2 separate regions of the Macaca mulatta genome follow, and region 1 is linked to region 2. A link is a contact called in public Hi-C data. All regions are on one chromosome and are shown on one strand. The core of a region is the stretch at or near the end of the contact, and the rest is flanking DNA. Distances in the headings are between cores, read along the strand shown.

The links. Hi-C and Micro-C count contacts between places; a contact is called where the count stands out from the background.
Region 1: a Hi-C map of liver shows a contact between it and region 2, with 2.2 times the contacts expected there. The contact joins the promoter of LOC144335758 here to the promoter of G6PC3 in region 2. A contact is called at or near these places in 4 of 14 Hi-C or Micro-C datasets (CD4 T cells, fetal cortex germinal zone, fetal cortical plate and 1 more).

Annotation. Positions count from the first base shown.
Region 1 is chr16:68,485,300-68,492,225 of T2T-MMU8v2.0, reverse strand. LOC144335758 reads left to right here and starts at 1,316. Exons shown (of 2, transcript XM_077972028.1): 1 at 1,316-4,359. The coding sequence starts at 1,449. The coding sequence ends at 2,150. HDAC5 (histone deacetylase 5) reads left to right here and starts at 1,586. Exons shown (of 27, transcript NM_001258098.1): 1 at 1,586-1,730. LOC144335775 (a long non-coding RNA gene) reads right to left here. Exons shown (of 2, transcript XR_013406926.1): 1 at 4,756-6,926; 2 at 4,124-4,617.
Region 2 is chr16:68,431,666-68,438,318 of T2T-MMU8v2.0, reverse strand. G6PC3 (glucose-6-phosphatase catalytic subunit 3) reads right to left here and starts at 2,485. Exons shown (of 6, transcript NM_001257733.1): 1 at 2,175-2,485. The coding sequence starts at 2,392.

The DNA.
Region 1 (6,926 bases), core at 67-2,566, 55 kb before region 2:
CGGGTTCACGCCATTCTCCTGCCACAGCCTCCTGAGTAGCTGGGACACAGCCTCCTGAGTAGCTGGGACTACAGGCGCCCACCACCACCCCCGTCTTTTTTTTTTTTTTTTTTTTTTGTATTTTTAGTAGAGACGGGGTTTCACCATGTTAGCCAGGCTGGTCTCGATCTCCTGACCTCGTGATCGGACCACCTCGGCCTCCCAAAGTGCTAGGATTACAGGCGTGAGCCACCGCGCCTGGCCTCTTCTTTTTAAAAATAGAGACAGTGTCTTGCATGTTGCTCAGGCTGGTCTTGAACTCCTGGGCTCAAGTATTCCTCCCGCCTCAGCTTCCCAAATGCTGGGATTGATTACAGGCACGAGCCAATGAGCCTGGCCCCTATAAAACTTTTTTGTTTGCTTGTTTGTTTTGAGGCAGAGTTTCATTCTTGTTGCCCAGGCTGGAGTGCAATGGCACAATCTTGGCTCACTGCAACCTCTGCCTCCTGGGTTCAAACGATTCTACTGCCTCAGCCTCCTGAGTACAGGGGATTACAGGTGCCTGCCACCCTGTCCGGCTAATTTTTTGTATTTTTAGTAGAGACGAGGTTTTACCATATTGGCCAGGCTGGTCTTGAACTCCTGACCTCAGGTGATCCGCCTGCTTCAGCCTCCCAAAGCGCTGGGATTACGGGCATGAGCCACCAAGTCCCGTCCCCTATGAAACTTTTAATATCTGGATAATATTTTACTGAATCAATGTCTCCTGCTTGGTTTGCCAATTCCCTATTGATGGATATTTCGGTTGTTTTCAACTTTTCACATCATTACACACGATCTCATGTTCATTTTTTAACATAACAACGTTTATTTTTTTGGAATACATTTTTGTTAGTGGAATTGCTGGGTCATTGACAAATTGTCTAGGTCTAATTCAACATGTTCATACTGTGTACCAAGGGGAGATGTGACGTGGATAGCACCAAAGTCAGGGAAGTCTTTCCGGCTCCTGGTCTGCTGGTCTGCCTTTTTGAAGGCCTTGGACTGTTACAGCCATACCCTGGCCTTTCCCAGGCTTTTCTTTCCCTGGCACGGATGCAGTGTGTGCGGTCAGAGATGGCGAGTTCGAGACCTGTCCGAACCATCAACACCCAGCCAGGCCCCGCTGCAGCAGCTGCGGTGGCACTCCCAGCCCCTGGGAATTCATCCCCAGGTCCCCTCCCCGACCGCGGGAGGGCGTGTTAGGGGAGCAGCTTAGGCAGGCAACGATTGCACCATCCACGGTTTGAAAAGGAAGTCCGGGAAGCGCAAGGAGGAAACTTGTACAACCCAAAGGTTGAGTCCCAGCATCCACACTCGGCCCCTGCAACGACCCTTCCACTCTTACTCGCTGGGTTCCTTTCCCTTCCCTTCCATCCCGTCTCAGCCCAACTCTATGCTGGGCACTGGCCCTTTAAGGAGCTGTCACGATGGCGTCGCTGGCCCCGCCCGGCGGGGAGGGCCGAGAGGCAGGGGAGGGGTTGGTGGTGGCTGCGGGGATGGGGCGGGAGGGGGGGTCTGGGTCTATTTTTAGCTTCGGGTCGGGTCACGTGACGGGAGTGACGTCTCCGAATGTTGTTGTTGGTGGCGGCGGCGAGCGGAGCCGGAGGAGCCGCCGCAAAGATGGAGGAGCCGTCGAGGAGGCGCTGCCGTCGCTGCCGCCGCCGCTGCTGCCGCCGCCGCCCGCGAAGCCGGAGCTCGAGCCGCAGCGGGTGAGCGCGCCGCCCCGGCCCAGACCCCGTCTTCCCGGCCCCCGGGACGCGAGGCGGCGCCCCCTTCGCCTTCCGTCTCTGTCCGTAGGCTCCCAGCGCGCGCGCCGAGCTCCGCGCCCCCCTTCCTTCCTCCTGGGCCCGGGTGCCAGCCGGCGCTCCCCGGGAGCGTCGCCAGCCCGGGAGCTGGGCATCGGGGTTGCTGCGCGCGCCCCTCCCTGCCCCTCCCAGACAGGGGCGCCTTCCCTGCAGGTAAGGGAGGGGCCCGCCTTCCCGCGCCCCCAAATGGCTCGGAGACCGGGCGGGGTTGTCAGATTTGTCCCTTCCCTGGCGGCGCATGTTGCGTTGCAGAGCCATTTGAGCCCTGCACCCGGATTCTGTGCAGACCCCTCTTCGCTGGACACCCCTTTCTTGGTACTCTGAGGTGAGGTGTGCTGCCCACCCACAGCGCTTCTTCCCATAGCTACGAACGCATCCTTGATTTTATGCCCTTGACTTGTGTGCATGAGGAGGGGGACTGCGGAGTCCACCTTACTTCTCTCTCCATTATTCTCACCCCGTCCCCTCTGAGGCGTTACTGCGTTTGTTTCCACCCTCTTCTCCTGTCTGACACCCTGGAGCCAGGATACGAGAGCGAGGAGATGAAATGGAGCTCTCCCCCAACCCCTTCTTGTCTGGGGTGGATGCCCCCCATTTTTCATCCCGGGTCTGTATCTCAAGGAAGCGGGAGCACTACCAGTGTCTTGTTAACTTGGGGGAGTCACCTTCTCCACCCCACCCTTCCCTGGGGCCCTGGGGAAGATGAGAAGTGGCTGGGTGTAATTAATTAATCTGGGAGCCTGGTGGGGGCTGTTGGAGTGGAGAGGTTGGGTGCTTCCTTTGGGAGAGGAGATAACCACCTGATATCCCTGACTGATACCCCTTCTGAGATGAGGTGTGTCCCTAAAGAGGAAAGGTAACAGCTGCAGTTGCTTTTAGGAGGGTGCAAAAGGGACCCATCACTCTTGTCAGTGACTACCATGCTTTTGGGACCTGGAATTAGATTTGGAGCTTGGGTAGGTGGTGATGATTTGGTTCAGTGTCCAACTGGGAGGGGAGGATGGAGCTAGATTATGGGAACAAAAGGAGGTTGGGGGGAGGGTGAGATCCAGGAGTCTTGGTCAGAGGGACCCCTGGCCAGATTGCTTTGCAGGATTGCAGTCTGGGTCTGGGTCCTGCCTTCGGCCTCCTCTTAGGTTCGGAGGATGTAGGCAGGCAGGGATGGTCTTCAGTCTCCCAAGTCCTAGGCACCCTGAGCCGATGCTGGCTGTTGAGATGCTGGGCTGGGCTGGGCTGGCTGGGCTGGCTGGGCTGGATGGTGGATGAGCCATGTTGGGGACTGCCTGCTTCTTCATTCCAGTCTTCCCTCCTTCCTCTCCCTTCCTAAACACAAAGCTTGGGGAGATCTTGGTTTGTCTCCTTCCTCTTTTCTTGACTCCTCTCTTTGCCTTCTCTTCACTTGAACTTGGATCTGGGCTTTCTTGACAATGCAGTAGGGGTCTCTCTGAGTTAGAGAAATGGGCTCCCAGCATCTCCACTCTGTCCTGGGAATGTGGGCATGCCGGAGACCAGAGAGACAGATCTCAGGTGCGGGTTACTTGGGGGCAAGGATGGAGGAAATGTTAGTTCTGTGCCAGCCTCCCCTTCTTCTCCAGTATATCCTCCTACTTTGGCTGGATCGTGTAATTTGGAGGGGGGCAGCAGTTTCACATGCCCCACCCACCCCAAGTAGCTGCAGAGACAAAGGTTTGCTTTCCCTTCTCTAGGGGTGGCATCTTAACTGTGTGTTTAGAAATGGGGCCTGGGAATGTTGGGGGGTGTCATTTGTGTTCCCGCATAGTGGGGGAGGGGAATCAGCTATAGGAGCTGGGGGTAGCGCGGTCGGTGCTGAAGTACCAGCTGCTCTTTAATAATTAATTCTTCCTACTCACATCCCTTTGAGGAGGGATGTCTGGAACACAGCATCAGGCTCAGCCAGCCTGCTAGAGGACGCACTCCTGTTGGTGGCGGTGGTGGGGGGAGGGGGAGACAGCAAGGGGGGGGTGGTTCTTGGCATTTTTGGAGCACTGTAGCTTGCTCATGAATGAAAACCTGATGCAGCCGGTGAGGGGGCCTATTGTAGCCGACTTTAGCTAATTAAACTTTCTCTGCCTTTCTTCTTCCCCATCCCACCTCACCCCAGGCCCAGCCCCAGCCCTTTCTTGAATGGGGACCCTGTCTGGTAGTGCTGGGAAGAGGGTATCATTCTGCCTGAGGTTTTAGGGCAAACAGACCCTGTCTTCTGCCCTCTGCCTCCGCCTCCTCCCTTCCTCCCCTCTCACCACCCCCCCTCTTTTTTTTTTTTTTTTTTTTTCTAGAAATAGCAGCCTCCTCCATCTGGCTTGTGCAGATGCCTGGAGCTGCGTCTGAGCAGACAAACAGAAATGGGCCGATTGCAAAAATGAATTTGTCAGCCTGGTGCCTTTTTTCCTTCCCTGTCACCCTCCCCCTTTCCCTGGTTTGGGGCCTGGACATCTGACTCTGCCACCCTTCATGGCTCTGATCCTTCTGGGTTTCTGTTGGCATAGCTTGAGGGAGGCACTAGGCAACAGAAGCTCTCGGAGGCTGAGAAAAGTGGTAGGCTGTGGCCATGGTCAGGAAGGGTCAAGATAAGTCCCTAGTACCTTTGACCTTTGGGTGGGATGTCTTGGCTTGTAACTTTTTTTTTTTTTTTTTTGAGACGCAATTTCACTCTTATTGCCTAGGCTGGAGTGCAGTGGCGCAATCTTGGCTCACCACAACCTCTGCCTCCGGGTTCAAGTAATTCTCCTGCCTCAGCCGCCTGAGTAGCTGGGATTACAGGCATGCACCACTATGCCTGGCCAATTTTGTATTTTTTTTAGTAGAGACAGGGTTTCTCCATTTTGATCAGGCTGGTCTGGAACTCCTGACCTCAGGTGATCCGCCCGCCTTGGCCTCCCAAAGTGCTGGGATTACAGGCGTGAGCCACCGTGCCTGGCCGGTTTGTAACTTTTTGATGAGGTTGTTGAGGTAGAGTGAAACAATCTCAGACTCCCAAGACTTGGTTCACACTGCTTGACCCTGTCACCTATGACCTAGGGGGTGCCCTGGCCTGGGGCCAGAGCAGGTGTGTTGGGAGGGGGTTGCATGGTGGTACTGGAGTCCAGGTTCCAGAGAGGGTCTCCAAGGGACACCTGACTCCCCAATAATTTTGAGGGAGTTGTTCGAGCGACAAGATCGCTACAGGGTAACATTGTGAACCTATGGCCTTTGGAGCATTGCATTGTACCATGTGCCCCTCACTTGTCTGTCCTCCTCCTCCCACCCTTTGCCAGAGTTTGGGGTTTCCGCCCTACTTCCCCAGGCTCAGCCCTGAGCTTGTAGGGTGAGATGCAGCCCGTTTCCTTCATTCATCCTAGCCCAGCTGTCTTGGCTGGATGTGGGAGGTGGTTTTGGATCCTGGAGTAGGGTAGGGGTTGTCTGGAAGAAAGAGTTGGTGTGAGGTAGTGGGGCAGGACGCTTGGGGTGGGCAAGGGGTCTGCCTACTTATGATGTCCTGGAAGTTGGGCCGCTCCCTGGTTTGGCATCCAAGTGTTAGGTCATCTGGGACACAGCTCCTGGTCCCTGACTGCCCACTGAGACCCAACGGATTTCTCTGGCAGATGTGGGAACAAACAGCTCAGGTTTTAAACATCAGACTCCCCTTCTCCCCTTCATGCCCCACCCCAGACAAGAATCTGTGCTTGTCCCAATCAGACCGTGGACACTGCTTTGTTTCTCAGGGAGGCCCAGCCTGTGGCTCTGGTTCACTTGGGAGACTTGATGGGGGTGTTGGCAGACACTCTTTACAGGTGGACAGGGGCCCAGGGATCTTGCTGAATTTTATAGGATAGGGAGGAGTAGATGTACCTAAGTCCTGAGCCCACCATGAATTCAAAGAGCTACTCCCTTCCTCTTCTGCCTCAGGGGTGAGGATCAGCGCCTTTAAGACCCAGAGAGACAGTGGGTGGCTTAGGATGATGGGGGCTGGGGGCTAAGCTTAATCTGGTTTCTGTGCCGCTTGGGGCTGTGCCCCTTCTGAGCACCTTGTTGTGGAGGTGCCTCTCAACGTGGAGATGGGCTGGGCTACTCAGGCTTCTGGGAATCGTGGGAATTTCTGAACCTGTGTTCCCCAGCCCACGGGAAAGGGTGTGAGCGGGACTGGGCGCCAGCCCTGGTGTGTGCGCAGGCCGAACTGCCTGCCCACATGGGCCCTGCCAGAGCACCAACAGCCCTACCTGCCACATTCCTGAGCTTGGCCTCAGCCCTGCCTGTGTAGCCTTTTTTGTCCTAATCCCATACCTGTGCCTGTCAGGAGCAATTTAGCCCCTTCAACTCTGCCCCCCAATCTGAGTGTACCTTTCTCCAGCCATAGAGTCCAAGTCCTATGGGCAAGAGCAGACAGCAGCAAGCCTGGGACCTCAAGGTCTCGTGTGTGCATGCGCGTGCGCATGTGTATTCACGTTCTTGTGTTTCTGCCATAGCTGGCTTCTGGACTCCAAATGGACCCCACCCTTGGGAATCTGATGAGAATGCAAGGCTTACTGAGAATTAATCCTGCCAGGAGGTGGGGCTGTCTAGGTTGGGCAGAGCTGATTGCTGGTTCGAGGCTTGGGGAGCAGAGTTAGGGCTTAAACTCGCAGCAGCTCACAGCCTCCTCTGATGGCTTCCTTCTACCTTGCTTTCATTGGGTATTGGAAGGCCTGCCTTCATTTGGAAGCAAATGAATGAGATCATGTCTGGGGTGGATCGTGGGCTGTTAAGGGATGGGCCAGGTGGCTGTGTGTATAGTGTCTGAGGCTTGAGGACTAACTGTGGGGGAGAGCTGGAGGAGTGGGCATGGGTTGGCAAAGCCATGGTCCTGTAATACCTCCTCCTTTACTATGCTGGCCTCAGCAGGGTTACCGCTGGGCCTTTTGTTGCTTTTGTACAAACTGGGAAAAAATTGTCCCTTGTTTTGGGTGGACTCAGCATGTCAGGCCATGGCTTGGCAGGCAGGGCACAGGCTGGATTTTATACCTCCCTGGGCCAGACCTCCTTACACAGAGCACAACCTGTACAATATACACAAAGCCCTGGGCTTGGGCCCTGCACCTGCCAGGCCAGGGGTACTAGATTTGG
Region 2 (6,653 bases), core at 1,236-3,735:
AACCTGGGAGACAGAGGTTGCAGTGAGCCAAGATGGTGCCATCGCACTCCAGCCTGGGCAACAGAGCAAGCCTCCATCTCAAAAAGAAAAAAAAAAAAAAAAAAAAAGAATGCCGGGTTGCTCACACCTATAATCTCAGCACTTTGGGAGGCTGAAGCGGGTGGATCACCAGAGGTCAGGAGTTTGAGACCAGCCTCGCCAACAAGGCGAAACCCCTTCTCTACTAAAAATACAAAAATTAGCTGAGTGTGGTGGCACACACCTGTAATCCCAGCTACTTGGGAGGCTGAGGTAGGAAAATGGCTTGAACCCAGGAGGTGGAGGTTGCAGTAAGACAAGATCACGCCATTGCACTCCAACCTGGGTGACAAGAGCGAAACTCTGTCTTGAAAAAAAGAAAAAGAGGCCGGGCGCGGTGGCTCAAGCCTGTAATCCCAGCACTTTGGGAGGCCGAGGCGGGCGGATCACAAGGTCAGGAGATCGAGACCACAGTGAAACCCCGTCTCTACTAAAAAAAATACAAAAAATTAGCCGGGCGCGGTGGCGGGCACCTGTAGTCCCAGCTACTCGGGAGGCTGAGGCAGGAGAATGGCGGGAACCCGGGAGGCGGAGCTTGCAGTGAGCCGAGATCGCGCCACTGCACTCCAGCCTGGGCAACAGCGTGAGACTCCGTCTCAAAAAAAAAAAAAAAAAAAAAAAAAAAAAAAAAAAAAAAAAAAAAAAAAAAAGAAAAAAAGAAAAAGAGGCCGGGCGTGGTGGCTCAAGCCTGTAATCCCAGCACTTTGGGAGGCCGAGACAGGCGGATCACGAGGTCAGGAGATCGAGACCATCCTGGCTAACATGGTGAAACCCCGTCTCTACTAAAAATTACAAAAAACTAGCCGGGCGAGGTGGCAGGCGCCTGTAGTCCCAGCTACTCGGGAGGCTGAGGCAGGAGAATGGTGTAAACCCGGGAGGCGGAGCTTGCAGTGAGCTGAGATCCGGCCACTGCACTCCAGCCTGGGCAACAGAGCGGGACTCCGTCTCAAAAAAAAAAAAAGAAAAAGAAAATGAATAGGGACTTTGCCACTTGGGGGACATTAATAGTGTCTGAGGGAGATTGTGATCTTTGGGGGACAAGAACTAGAGGGGGAGGCTTATACAGACTTTGAGGGAGGAGAGAGCACAAAGCAAAGGGCAATTAGGCAAGAAAGAAGTGAATAGACCACTGTGGTTCCCTTTACATAAGGATGAGGCTCTTGTGGAAAAGAGTGGAAGGGAGGGGAACTCTATGTTGTTTTTCAGCAAGTCATTCGAGCCCATTGAAATACCTCCTATGAGCCTCCCTTTCTTCCCCCAGGCTGAGGATCTGGCAACAGAGGTTGAGGTGAAGGGAGGTGTGGCTGCATGCCCAGCCCCAAGGGTCACAGGGCCTCCACCCACGTTCCTGGGATCCCTGGCTTCTAAGTCTCAGTGTGAAGAGTCTACTAGTGAATGAAAGAGAAGGAAGGGAAAGTGTTCCCTGGAAAGCAGTGCTTTAGCCCAGACTTTACTGCACACGCACAGGGAATCACCTGGGAACCTTGTTAAAATGCAGATTTTGATTCTGTCATTCTGGCCCTGGGACTGAGAGTCTGCATTTCTAGTCAGTTTTCAGGTGCTGCCTGTGCCGTTGGGCATGGTCCAGGGACCACACCTTAACCTGCAAGCTGTCTGTCCGTAGCAGCTGTGATGCCCAGCACAAAGCATGCTTCTTAAAAATTATAGCAAATGAGTGAATAGATGAATGAAAAAGTGAGTTGAGAGGTAGGGCTCTCCACTACTTAAATCACCATAGATATCTGTTAAAATATGAATTCCCAAAAAACAAACAAACAAAAATAAATTCCCAACCCTTGGAGTTTCTAAATCAGAAAGTGTGAGATGAGGACGGGATATTTACATTTTAGGCACGCCTCTTAGGTGATTTTTTGATCAGACCAGTTTGAAGAACACTGGTCTAATGAGAAGGATGGGTAGACTCTGAGGTTTGAGTCCAAGCGGCACAAAGATGCTCAAAGGGAAAAAAAATCAGAGACTACAGAGTAGGGGGTGGGAAGGCCCTTGAGACAGTTGCTGAGAGAGACCAGGGCTTACACATGACTCAGGGCCCTCAGGGGTGGGGACCAGGATGCCGGAGGGCTTCTCTGTCTCACCACTTGAAGATGAGGTTGAGCCACTCGGTGATGAGGCTGATCCAGAGCACCGCGATGCCCACACGGCGGGACGCGTAGTAGGCCGCGGGGAAGTAGAACAGAAAGAGGATCTTGGGATCGCCCAGAAAGGTGACCCAGAGCCACACGTTCTCCAGCCAGGCTAGCTGGTTCTGTAGCGCCTCGGCTATCACGATGCCCGCGCCCAGCGTGGACTCCATGGCGGCCCAGCTACCGACGAGGCCAGGGCTTGCTCCAGGACGGAAGCCAAAATGTCCAGACACCGAAGCAGCGTCGGCCCGCGGCTCTCTAAAGCCCACCCCTCTGAGTCCGAGGCCCCGCCCCGCCAGCGGTCATCACCAAGCCCCGCCCCCGGACCCGCCCCCGGCAGTCCCCGGCTCCTGCAAGACCGGCCTCCAGCCGGTACTGTTTCCTCCTGCGCTCTCCTCCAGTTTTCCTTCCTACTGGGCAGCGTAGGGGACAAACCTTTATAAAGGCGTTTCCTCAGGGCCCCACGTGGCCGCTGTTGCCGGCACGTGGGCAGCCGGCTAGCGGCGGCACCGGTGCGGTTCCGGGTCAGGGGACGGACTAGCCGGCGGGCTGCCCGCGCTCCTAGCGTCCCTGCTCTGCTGATGCGAAGGCAGATATGTAATCTCCAGGGCCAGGATTCTTTCCCGACCGGACCCCTCTTCTCCAGTACCAATACCCACCAAAAAAAAAAAAAAGCAAAAAAAAAAAAAAAAAAAAATCTGAGATCCTCTGGAGAAAAGGCTGCAGACAGTCCCTCCTCCTGGGAGCTGAAGCGGGATCCTAAATTTGGATACACACCTAATCAGTTCACCCCATACTCGCCTACCTCAAGACTCTTCCTTTCTAAATCGCCCGCTATTAATTTGGAGGCTGACAGATAAGTCTCTTGATTTTGAGGGGTCTTCCCTAAAAAGGCGAATTCTCACATATAGTGCAAAGTCACACTTCCTCCCAGTTCTTCCCTTGCTTCCCCCACCCCCATCTTCCTGCCATCCAAAACCCTGCTTAGGCAGATGAAACCAAGAGATAGTAACAGTGTTGGTATGGGAAGAGGATTGGCACACACCCGCGACAGAGTTTGAAACAGTCATCTGGAAGAACACACATAGAAAATAGAAATCTCAGCTACTCTAGGCGAGGTCCTGCCTAGAAGACTGTTGAACAGTGTCTCCTTAGTTTCTTCCTACCTCGATCAACTTTGTTCTTGAAAAGTTTTTTTTTTTTGGTTTTGTTTTTTGTTTTTTGCCAGGCGCGGTGGCTCACAACTGTAATCCCAGCACTTTGGGAAGCCGAGGCGGTCAGATCACGAGGTCAGGAGTTCCAGACCAGCCTGGCCAACATAGTGAAACCCCATCTCTACTAAAAATACAAAAATTATCTGGGCGTGGTGGCATGCACCTGTAGTCCTAGCTACTAGGGAGGCTGAAGCAGGAGAATCGCTTGAACCCGGGAGGCGGCGGTTTCGGTGAGCCAAGATGGCACCACTGCACTCTAGCCTGGGCGACAGGGACAGGGCGAGACTCCATCTCAAAAAAAAAAAAACAAAAAAAAGGAAAGTTTTTTTTTTTTCTTTTTGAGAGGGATCTTCGTTCTTGTCTTCTATGCTGGATTACAGGCCCGCGCTACCACGCCCGGCTAATTTTTTTTTTTTTTTTTTTTTTTGAGACGGAGTCTCACTTTGTTGCCCAGGCTGCAGTGCATTGGCAAAATCTCGGCTCACTGCAACCTCCGCCTCCCAAATTCAAGCAATTCTCCTGCCTCTGCCCTACAGTAGCTGGGATTACAGGCATGCGCCACCACGTCTGGCTAATTTTTGTATTTTTAGTAAAGATGGGGTTTCACCATGTTGGCCAGGCTGGCCTCAAACCCCTAACCTTAGGTGATCCAACCACCTCAGCCTCCCAAAGTGTTGGGATTACAGGCGTGAGCCACAGCGCCCAGTTCTTTAAAAGTTTTCTAATAGGTAGATTAAAATGATAATGTAAATCTGTGTTCTCCGAAAGAGATTAATTTCACTAATTAGAAAAGTGTAGGGGGCCAGGTGCGGTGGCTCGCACCTGTAATCCCAACACTTTGGGAGGCGGAGGCAGGCAGATCACTTGAGGTCAGGCGTTCCAGACCAGGTGGGTCAACATGGTGAAACCCCGCCTCTACTAAAAATACAAAAATTAAGCCGGGCACAGTGGCTCACGCCTATAATCCCACCACTTTGGGAGGCCAAGGCAGGCAGATTACAGGTTCAGGAGTTCCAGACCAGCCTGGTCAACATGGTGAAACCTCGTCTCTACTAAAGATACAAAAAATTAGCTGGGCATGGTGGCAAGTGCCTGTAATCCCAGCTACTCGGGAGGCTGAGGCAGGAGAATCGCTTGAACCCGGGAGGCAGAGGTTGCAGTGAGCTGAGATTGAGCCATTGCACATCAGCTTCAGCAACAGAGCAAGACTCCGTCTCAAAAAACAAAACAAAAAATTAGCCGGGCGTGATGGCAGGTGCCTGTAGTCCCAGCTACTCGGGAGGCTGAGGCATGAGAATCGCTTGAACCAGGGAGGCGGAGGTTGCAGTGACCCGAGCCTGCACTACTGCACTCCACCCTGGGCGACAGAGGAAGACTCCGTCTCAAAAAAAAAAAAAAAAAAAAAAAAAGATGCTGGGTGAGGTGGCTCACACCTGTAATCCCAGCACTTTGGGAGGCCAGGCAGGGCGGGTGGATCACCTGAGGTGGGGAGTTGGAGACCAGCCTGACCAACATGGAGAAACCCTGTCGCCACTAAAAACACAAAATTAGCTGGATGTGGTAGCACATGCCTGTAATCCCGGCTACTCAGGAGGCTGAGGGAAGTGAATCGCTTGAGCCCGGAGGTGGAGGTTGTGGCGAGCCGAGATTTTGCCATTGCATTCTAGCCTGGGCAACAAGAGCAAAACTCCCTGTCAAAAAAAAAAAAAAAAAAAAAAAGGGTAAGGGAGGGAAGCTGGATATAAATCTTAGTTTATTGCCTTCGTAGTGAACAGAATTTTTATTCCTGTTACAATGATTGTACCAATACCTCCAACACCAGGAAGTTGTTTTTTTTTTGTTTTTGTTTTTTGAGACGGAGTATCGCTCTGTCTCCCAGGCTGGAGTGCAGTGGCGCCGATCTCAGCCACTGCAAGCTCCGCCTCCCGGGTTCACGCCATTCTCTTGCCTCAGCCTCCTGAGTAGCTGGGACTACAGGCGCCCGCCACCACACCTGGCTAATCTTTAGTATTTTTAGTAGAGACTGGGTTTCACCATGTTAGCCAGAATGGTCCTCGTGATCTGCCCGCCTTGGTCTCCCAAAGTGCTGGGATTGGAGGTGTGAGCCACCGTGCCCAGACACCACCAGGAAGTTTTTTAATTGCCCAAGGAGAAAGCCTACATTGTTTACTGAGTCTTTGAAAGTTTGCTCTGGATCTAGCCTCAACCTTCACCAGCCTATTCCCACACTCTGCTTTGTAATATTTCTGAGCTATACATTCCTTGAAAACACTAAGTTCTCTCATCCTAGGGGTCCTGGCCCATGCAGTTCCCTCTGCCTGGAACATGGCCACTCTTTTTCCTTGCTAATCCTTCAGGTCTCAGTAGGTATTTTTCACTTCCTCCAAGAAGGCCTTTCCTAATGGCTCCTAGAAGTCTTTTATGAAAACCTATAATCATGATTCCATATAAAAAGTGGAAAACTGGAATGGCGATTATGTATGATTTGTTATGGAGGACAGGGCAAAGATGAGAGGCATGAAAATTCTGAGGCTGGCCATAATGGCTTATGCCTGTAATCCCAGCACTTTGAGAGGCCAGCCGAAGCAGGATGATTGCTTGAGCCCAGGAATTTGAGACCAGCCCGGCCAACATGGTGAAACCCCATCTCTACTAAAAGTACAAAAATTAGCCAGGCATGGTGGCTTGCGCCTGTAAACCCAGCTACTCAGGAAGCTGAGGCAGGAGAATCGCTTCAACCTGGGAGGTGCAGGTTGCAGCGAGCCGAGACAGCGTCACTGCACTCCAGTCTGCGTGACAGAGCGAGGTTCTGTCTCAAAAACAAAACACAATAAAACAAAAAAAGTTCTCTGAAAAAGCACACTATGAAGGAGCAGAATTTTTATTCCTATTACAATGATTGTATCAATACCTCCAACACCAGGAAGTTTATGTTTCTTGGAGGGCAAGGAAGTACTTTTGAACTTTGTTCAGGTTAAGCTGCGCCAGGACTGGTCCTTTGCCTCCCTCTGGACTACAGAAAGGTCAACCTGTTTCTCATACATGAAGCGAGGATCCAAAATTTCTATAGTGGGGGTGGGTGGATTAGCGACAGCAATTGGTAGGGCTTGAAAATACATGCACATAGTCCTTTACATAAGATTAAGAAAATGACTGTTTTGTATATCAGATGGACATTAAAGGGCAGGGGTGCAAAACCCCTCCTCCAAGTTCCTCT